Linked DNA regions of Mus musculus: region 2 is linked to region 1. The links are chromatin contacts, called in public Hi-C maps. All regions are on one chromosome and are shown on one strand. The core of a region is the stretch at or near the end of the contact, and the rest is flanking DNA. Distances in the headings are between cores, read along the strand shown.

The links. Hi-C and Micro-C count contacts between places; a contact is called where the count stands out from the background.
Region 2: a Hi-C map of uterus shows a contact between it and region 1, with 5 times the contacts expected there. The contact joins two enhancer-like sites. A contact is called at or near these places in 1 of 39 promoter capture datasets (hippocampal neurons), 20 of 484 Hi-C or Micro-C datasets (the 3T3-L1 cell line, embryonic fibroblasts, embryonic stem cells and 4 more) and 3 of 115 datasets of contacts at active chromatin or transcription factors (all in embryonic stem cells).

What each region holds. Positions count from the first base shown.
Region 1 is chr6:6,003,811-6,007,666 of GRCm38.p6, reverse strand. Dync1i1 (dynein cytoplasmic 1 intermediate chain 1) reads right to left here. Exons shown (of 17, transcript NM_010063.4): 15 at 1,257-1,397. Among named protein-coding and RNA genes, the nearest start is that of 1700019G24Rik, 28 kb to the right of the region's middle. Within about 2 kb of position 1,821, at least 97 of the 459 cell types and tissues checked have an H3K27ac peak or open chromatin away from gene starts, as enhancers often do. A contact at or near this core is called in uterus, where this site is marked.
Region 2 is chr6:6,103,625-6,107,480 of GRCm38.p6, reverse strand. All of the region lies in intron 11 of Slc25a13 (solute carrier family 25 (mitochondrial carrier, adenine nucleotide translocator), member 13), which reads left to right. Among named protein-coding and RNA genes, the nearest start is that of Slc25a13, 110 kb to the left of the region's middle. Within about 2 kb of position 2,145, at least 6 of the 459 cell types and tissues checked have an H3K27ac peak or open chromatin away from gene starts, as enhancers often do. A contact at or near this core is called in uterus, where this site is marked.

The DNA.
Region 1 (3,856 bases), core at 572-3,071:
TAGCATCTTACTCTTAAATGCAGTGATGCTATAAACATCTCAGTGATGGGCATCTCACTCGTGCCTTCTGATCATTTTCAAACATAGTTCATTACGTAACTTTCTTTTCCCATAGTTCTTGGAGGTAAAAGGAAAAATGGCCGCGATAGAAACACATTTGTCTGGTGATAGTCACAGGTAACTGTGCACTTATAGGTACCCAGACACAACACCACCCAAAGGAAATTCCCCTGTCCCCTCCCACAAAAAGTCCTAGCCTTCTGTGCTTCTCCTTCATGTCCTCCAGCCTTAGGATCCTTAATTACAAAGGCTGAATGGCTTCCTGCGCCAAGAACTTCAAAAGGCCTGCTTTACTTGACATATATATATACCTTGTCCCATGGAATCTTTACCTGGGTATTTGTACCGGAACCAAAAACCAAGAAATGATGCAGAGGCCATTTTAGGACATAAAATAGTCATGTAACACGGTCCCTGGCAACAACATCATTCCCAAGGCCCTGAGTTAGGCCCTCGATACTTTTGAGGGATTGAAAGAAGAGGAACAAAGCAGATGACATCCTCAAAAATATTCATTTTGTTATCAACTGTTTTTTTTTTAAATAGATGCCTATTTTATCTTGTGAATGACTTTAAATGTGACACGTTAAAATCCCATTTTAAAGACGAATTGAGTTTTGCATACATGTATAAACTTAGACACTATGGCCTTTGAGTTCAATATTGTAGACAAGGAATATTTCCATAGCAATAAATCAAATGGATGGTAGAACTAAACAGAAAGCAGTGTAGAGAACCATCTTCAATGGAGTCGAAACAGAAATTGTACAAATAGCCAGCGTTGACAGAGTAACCTCATTTCAATAATCCAGTCTAAAAACAGCACCCACAAAAGCTTACTTTTCCAAGTCTCTGCCAATAAAGTTATTTCAACACGATGTGTCCTTCCCCTTAGGGAAAAGTGTGAACACACTTTGTGCTGTTGGGGGAAAAGATGTGTGTGGGGCAGAGTCGTTAACTGTCTAAGATCTGGTACAGTTTAGGGATGAAGTGACATGGAGTTTTGGCCAATGCATCTGTTGGTTCCCTTCTGGGAAGTCAAGAATTGGGGGTTGAGAGTGGGGGCAATGGACTGTACCCAGAGGCAATTGTAGGGTCTGTCCACAAAAGGCTCCCCCCCCCCCCACGAAGGACCAGACTGCAGAGTGACCCGGGTCCCCCTTTCCCATCCCTGGGCCCGGGCGCCTGTCGCTCACCTCGGTGTCACTGTTGAGGTTCCAGAGGTCCAAGCGCCCCATCCCGTCCACGCAGGCAAAGAGCGCGGGATGCACGGGGGACCACATGACATCGTACACATAGTCTGCATTGTCTTCAAAGGAGTAGAGCGGCTTGTTGTGCTGTAAAGCAGAGAGACCGTGAAGACTTAGTGGCGCTGCCGCCGCCTCGGGCTGTCTAGAGAGCCTAATTAAAAACTTTGCACATTCACCAAGTGTCATAAAACTTCCCGAGATGAAAGTCCTCGAGAAGGTGAACCGGAGCTTTAATGTGACTACAACTGTCCAGTGGCATAAATAAATCCCCGGGGGTGGGGTGTACTTTGAATGGGCCGGGGCCGGGACCCGCGGAGCGAGGCGGTTTCAGACACAGTTGTAAGCGACATTCCAGACAGGTGGACGCGACTGCCATTAGCTCGGAATTCTTGCCAGGCCAAGCTGTGCATGCAGGTCGCGGGAGCCTGAACCCAGCAGTGGGCTGAGGGGCTTGGACCTGCTGGCATGCTCCGAAGCCCGGGCGGTCCCTGGCGACCCTGGCTCTGCACCGAAGGCAACGTCTGCCACCTCGTGGACCTCCCTTGTCGCTGCAGCAACGATGGCTTCTTCCAGTCCAACTGCAGGCCAAATTCATATTTTAACTCTTTTTGTGCGGCGAGGGAAGGAGACAAATACCTTTAAATGCGGGTTTGCGCTCTTACAGAAAAGTGGAAATCTCTCCACTCAAGACCTTAGCCTCCCTGTATGGGGTTAGTTCGCCAGAACCAAGTGGAGCAATGTGGCTCATTCTAGAACCTCTGAACTTACACAGAAAATATGACTTCCTTTCTAAATCACCAAGGATTTCCAAGACCCCTACAGTTGATGTTCTGAGGGGAAACACAGAGCATTTTTCCACTGCATACAAATGCCTCCACTCCAGAGGGATATAATAAATTAAAATGGCACACTTGATTTCCAGCGAATATTGTCACATCAAAATAGCACAGAAGTCAGAGGCAAGTTTGAAAGTACACCAGAAATAAAACGTAATTGGACTTTATGAATTATTCATTCCATCTGGCTTGTCTTATTCTAATTTCTGCATAATGGCTTTACTAATCCCTGATCAATTAATGTAAAATGAAATTTAAATGATAATGAAAGCCCTAGAGATAAAAGAAATTAACTATTCTTATATCCTCTGACAGAAATCTAAACAATGGGAATTTTTGTCTTCTTCCTCCAGTCAGCTGTCTGCACTCTCTTCTCAGGCTCTGTGGAATGTCTACACAGGCCAGGGCCTTAAGATCAAGAAAAGATAACATACAATGTAACAATCAAATCCTTTCTGCCTTGGATATTCAAAGAACTCATCTGTAGGGAATCCGCTCCAAGTTATCAGCGAGAACTGCCAATGTGTGCTGCTTGTGAATGCGAGATGCCCACAGTACATGGGCTGAGATTAGAGCGGCGAGAATCAGTGCAAACCCACAGTTCTTAAACTGAAACCGAATGCACCGACGTGTTAGGGGAGTGACTGTAACTTCCATTATTTGCATTTCCTTGACGCGTAAAAGTAACTGGTTTGATGCAAACAAAGTTTAGATAGATTAGGGCAGCACAGATTGTAGATAAACTAGTGTGTGTGTGTGTGTGTGTATTTGTGTTTGAGTGTGTGTGAGTTTGTGTGTGATGTTTTTTAAAGAGATAGATGCGTCATATTTTTAACTTCAAAAGTATTTCTGAGGAAATATAATTTGAAAAAAATACCCACCATTGAAACACCAAGAAGGAACAAACTAAACATTTGTTTTATAGTGATGTAATATTATTATTCTGTAATTTCTAGATAAACATGTTTTAAATCTCATTTCTGTCATATGACTAGAAACCAAAATTATTTGTTTATCAGCTACTGCTTATGCCTTCTTCTCATTGTTTATATTAGATAATTCATACTTTTTTAGACAATCCAAGTATCAAATTATTACCTGATAGCATGATTGTATCATTTTGCCTTATTTATCCAAAAGAAAGTACGAAATAGCTGGTGTTTCTCACTGACCATCGTGTATATTACAATCTGACTCTTTGTTTAAAAAAGAATGTCACCACAGACTCTTGATTTTATACCTAACTGGCCACTAATAGAGAATGCAACATATTTCTTTTAGTCATTAACAGCTAAAGACGTGTGATTTAAAGAGGTGATTCTTTGTATTCTTTCTCACTCAGTCAATAGTTCATCTAAGCGCACAGAGCTGAGGATATGGGCACACATGCAATCATACAACAAACACACAACACACATGCCATTATTGTTTTGATCAATTAAAACCCCATCCAGCTTCAAACAACCCTTCTCCAAGGAGCTGTCAACACAAGACATACTAATCCCTTTAAAAACTATCCTGCTCATTCTATGATAGTCTTCCTTTTTTTCCCTTTGAAATTTTCTTTACTGATAAATTCGGTAAAAATTATACTATATCCTGGAGACACCACTTTTGAAACATCTGGAAATAACTGCTCTTCTTCTCAGTTTTTTTCCTTTTCACCAGATTGATAGAAATGCTCTTTCTCGTTTGTCTTTCTGAAACCTC
Region 2 (3,856 bases), core at 896-3,395, 99 kb before region 1:
CAACAACCTTTCAAATAAAATGGCTTCTATGTAGTACAAGGTTAATGTCACAAAGCGTCTTTACAGTAGCTCAGGCAAAAATGACCAGATTACCGACTTCTATGTTTTTGTTTGTTTGTTTTTCTTTTAAGCTTTGAAGCTCTAGTGTGCGTAGATGTCCGAATCTTGGTGTTGCTCCGTGCACCACTTTTGTGGGCTTTCATGGTATTGAAATTAATGGCAAGGATGTCTTACAAGGTTTGAGACCCACCTAGCAGTGTTCAGTTTGCCTGTGTTGATTTGCTTTTAAAGTTTCTGTCCTTTCTCTCTTCAGTGACTACACCTGGCAGGTTCTGATTCCTGGTTATATCTAGGTCTTTCTGTGTGACCTCACCTTTTGACCCCGTGGACAGAGGAGCTCCTGGGGTCCTCGTGTTGAATGACTGACTGGGCTGTAAAGAGCAGTTCATTCCCCTTCAGGATGGAGCTGGGGATGGGTAGAGAAGAGACATGCTCCTTTTCACTTCCAGACCACAGACTGAGCAGGTGTAGAGAAAGAGCTCATTTCAGGTACCAAGAGATAGCTCTCACCTGTTTCCAGCTTCATAAATAGCCATTTATCCAACCTGCTTCGGCTGTGAGAACCCTCAGGGCAGGGGTTGAAGCTGTCTGTCGTGGGGATAAATAGAATGGGAATATACAAAGATTAGCATTGGGACTCACCTATGTTTTCTTCTTCCTGCCGCTTATCTTTGCGAGAGGGTGGATTTTAAAAGAAAAAGGTGACTGCAATAAGACTCTTGTTTAGTTCCTGTCTTTATTTTAGTTCATAAGCAAAGAGATGATAGACATTTATATAGTTAGATGGAAGACAGTATGCCCTGAAAATGCCTTATTCCTTTTCTGGATTGCCAAGGGACTAAGGGAACTCTTGAGTTCACTGTACACAATCATTGAGTGATTGTAAATGTGTGTCATTGGATCAGAGAGAGACCAGTGATACTGGAGGTAACCCAGAGGAAATGCTCACTATTAAAAAGGAAAGCAATTGGGATAAAAAGACAAGTATTTCTGAGACTCGGCCTTTATATGCAAAGTCATTATTATATATATAAAGCAAAGCCTTAAGCAGTTCTATTTGCATTTTTCTTTAAAGGTAAGGTAATTGGCTTTTGAAGTTTCATAATTATAGAGGACAGTGATCAAGTTTAGACTTAGAGAATATAAACTCACTGCTGTAGTACTCTACTGTCAGTAGTTGAAATACTGGAGTATATCTGATTCATAAAGGAGCTATAAAATATTGGGCATTCTCTCACATTTTAGAATTTGCATGAGATAAAAAATTTCTCCATTATATTTTCTAAATAGGATAATTTGAAAATTTGGTACAAATAAGGTTTCTCGCCTATTCGAAACTATCTCTGCAAATGCTCTCCCACACTGCGATGTTTGCTACTTTGACGGTGGCAAGCGCTGTCAAAGGAGGCATTTCTTCACCTTGTGTTTTTATGCCACGCTAAATGCCTCCCTGCTACATCTCCGACATCAAGAACACGGCAAGGTGTCTTTTATTTAGAAGTAGTTCCCATTCGAACCAGAGGGAACAAGCAGTGCTTTAGGACTCATTGGCTTTTTCTTCTTCGACTGGTGGCATCTGTACAGAGTGTGGCATGTTACCAGGCGGTAGTCAGAACACACATCAGAGTCACTGCCCATGGTCACCAGGAAGGCTGAGTGCCAGCGATGGAGTTCAGTGGAGTGCTTTTGAGAGTTGAGAAATCTAATGTTGTGAGCTCGTGAGCACTCATTCTTTGTGCCCAGTGTAGGGTCCTGTAGCTCCATCCCTAGGACCACTGTGGGTTTTTTACACAACTCTCGGTTGCTGGAAAAGATCCCCTTAGGAGTTCCAGGACTCTGACCTCAAACCCCTCTGTAGGGCAGGTGGCTTTCTTTACAAGAAAATGACTCAGGTATTTTTGTAAATTTTGAACATGTCACCCTTAGGCTAAGTAGATAATCCAGGATTCCCCAAAGTCACTCTAAAAATCTTTGTTTCCTCCCCGGTTTCCAGGCCGATTTAACTCACTCAAAGGTGTTTGAGACTTGAATGAATTCCCTGACAGGTCCCTTGATTTGAGGGGACTGCTTGAGTAAGTCAAGTAGCTCATTGGCCTGCAGAGTCTGAGCTGGTCGGAGAGAAACAATTGCTGGGTAGTCATCCATAAGCAAGTGTTCTTAACGTTCCAGAAACAGCTAATTGCTGCTCCTGGACTTACAGCGCCCTCCTCTCTTCTGCAGTGCCCAGGTGGTAACCTGAGGGGCCTCAGCCATGGGGAGAACTTTCAAGACAGCGAATATATTCAAGAGAAAGCAGAGTACATCACAAACATTTCTTAAAGGATTTCTGTTTCTATTGATTGGCAGGAGATTCCGAAAATCTGTTTTTGAAATAAAAAAAAAAAAAAAAAAAAAAAAAAAAAAAAAAAAAAAAAGAAGAAGAAGAAGAAGAAGAAGAAACATTCCAAAAAAGCAAATTAGATAAATTTTATGAGCCATACCTTAATTGGGCTAACTATTTATTGACAAATAAATAATAAAATGAAAATTAATGTCCACAAAATATAAAACATTTTCCAGTCAGCCTGTTGAATCCTGCATGCAAAATTTCAGGATTATTTATTTCAGGATTTTTTTTTTTTTTTTTTTTTTTTTTTTTGTGGTTCAAAGCAGTTATCCTCTATCCTGGCATGTTCTTAAGGTGACATCTAGAGGATGATGGGTTGATATTTCAGGAAGCCATTGATCTGTGTATGTTCTAGAAGAAAGTTGGGGGCCAGCTAGTTGGTTTAAACCATGACTCTTGCTATAGTGTATGGCTGAATCTAGATTCCATGAGGTTCTCATGAGAACCCTCCTTCATACTTAGCTCTTGTGGATAAAAATGAACCCAGAAATCTTCAAGCTAAAAATAAAACCATTGGCATTTTTTCATAACTCTTACTGGCATCATTTAATAGCACGTGCGTATTTGAAGACATCACAGTTCCTCTGTGACCGCCTTGAGCTGTGGGTCCACTCTGGTCCAGCAGAACGTCCATTTTGTGCAGAATGGGCTACCTTGAGTCGAATCTCCCTGCCCTGTTTCTTCACCTTTTCATGTGTGATGTTAAACTCTAGAACTCAGAGGACAGATAATTGATTGTGGGAAACCACGACTGAGCAGAAACCTTGGGCACCCCAAAGCTTAGGGAGCAGAGGCAGCTTATAGCACACACTGAGATGACCCGCACTGGATGGTGAGAAGTTGGTGAAGGCCTGGGAGCCCTGGGTAGGAGCAGTGATGAGCTCAGCAAACTTGGGAGGGTGACAAATTTTGGGAACCTGGAGGAGAGTTTAATGACAAATTTGTTTAAACTAATGAAGCTGTAGTATTTGAGCAGCTGCTGCCCTTGTTCAGATGGAAACAGTTGAAACTTCATAGTTTAGATACTTCCTGGCCAGCATCTGGAAAGTCACTAGAGAACAGAAGAGTGTTTGACACTTGGTAACAGTCTGGGAAGCCCCAGACAAAATAGAACCATCAAAAGATCGGCTTTTTCTTCTAGACCTTTATGGGTGCCATTGCTTTTTATGTTTTAATACTCAGACTCCCAAAAGAATGCTGAACCATAGTGTAGACTGTGGTCAAAACTTCTAATAAAGCATGGGACCCTGGAAACAGGTGTGGAAACCCCAACTACTTCTCGCTCCCCTTTCCTGGCCTCATAATCTAGCCACTGTAGAGTCCCTGCCGGAGAGCCTGTGGAGAAAGGGACTGAGTCTTTGAAACAGGATAGTGTGTTTGGGAAGGTGGAGGAGCCTGCTGCCTGGGGCA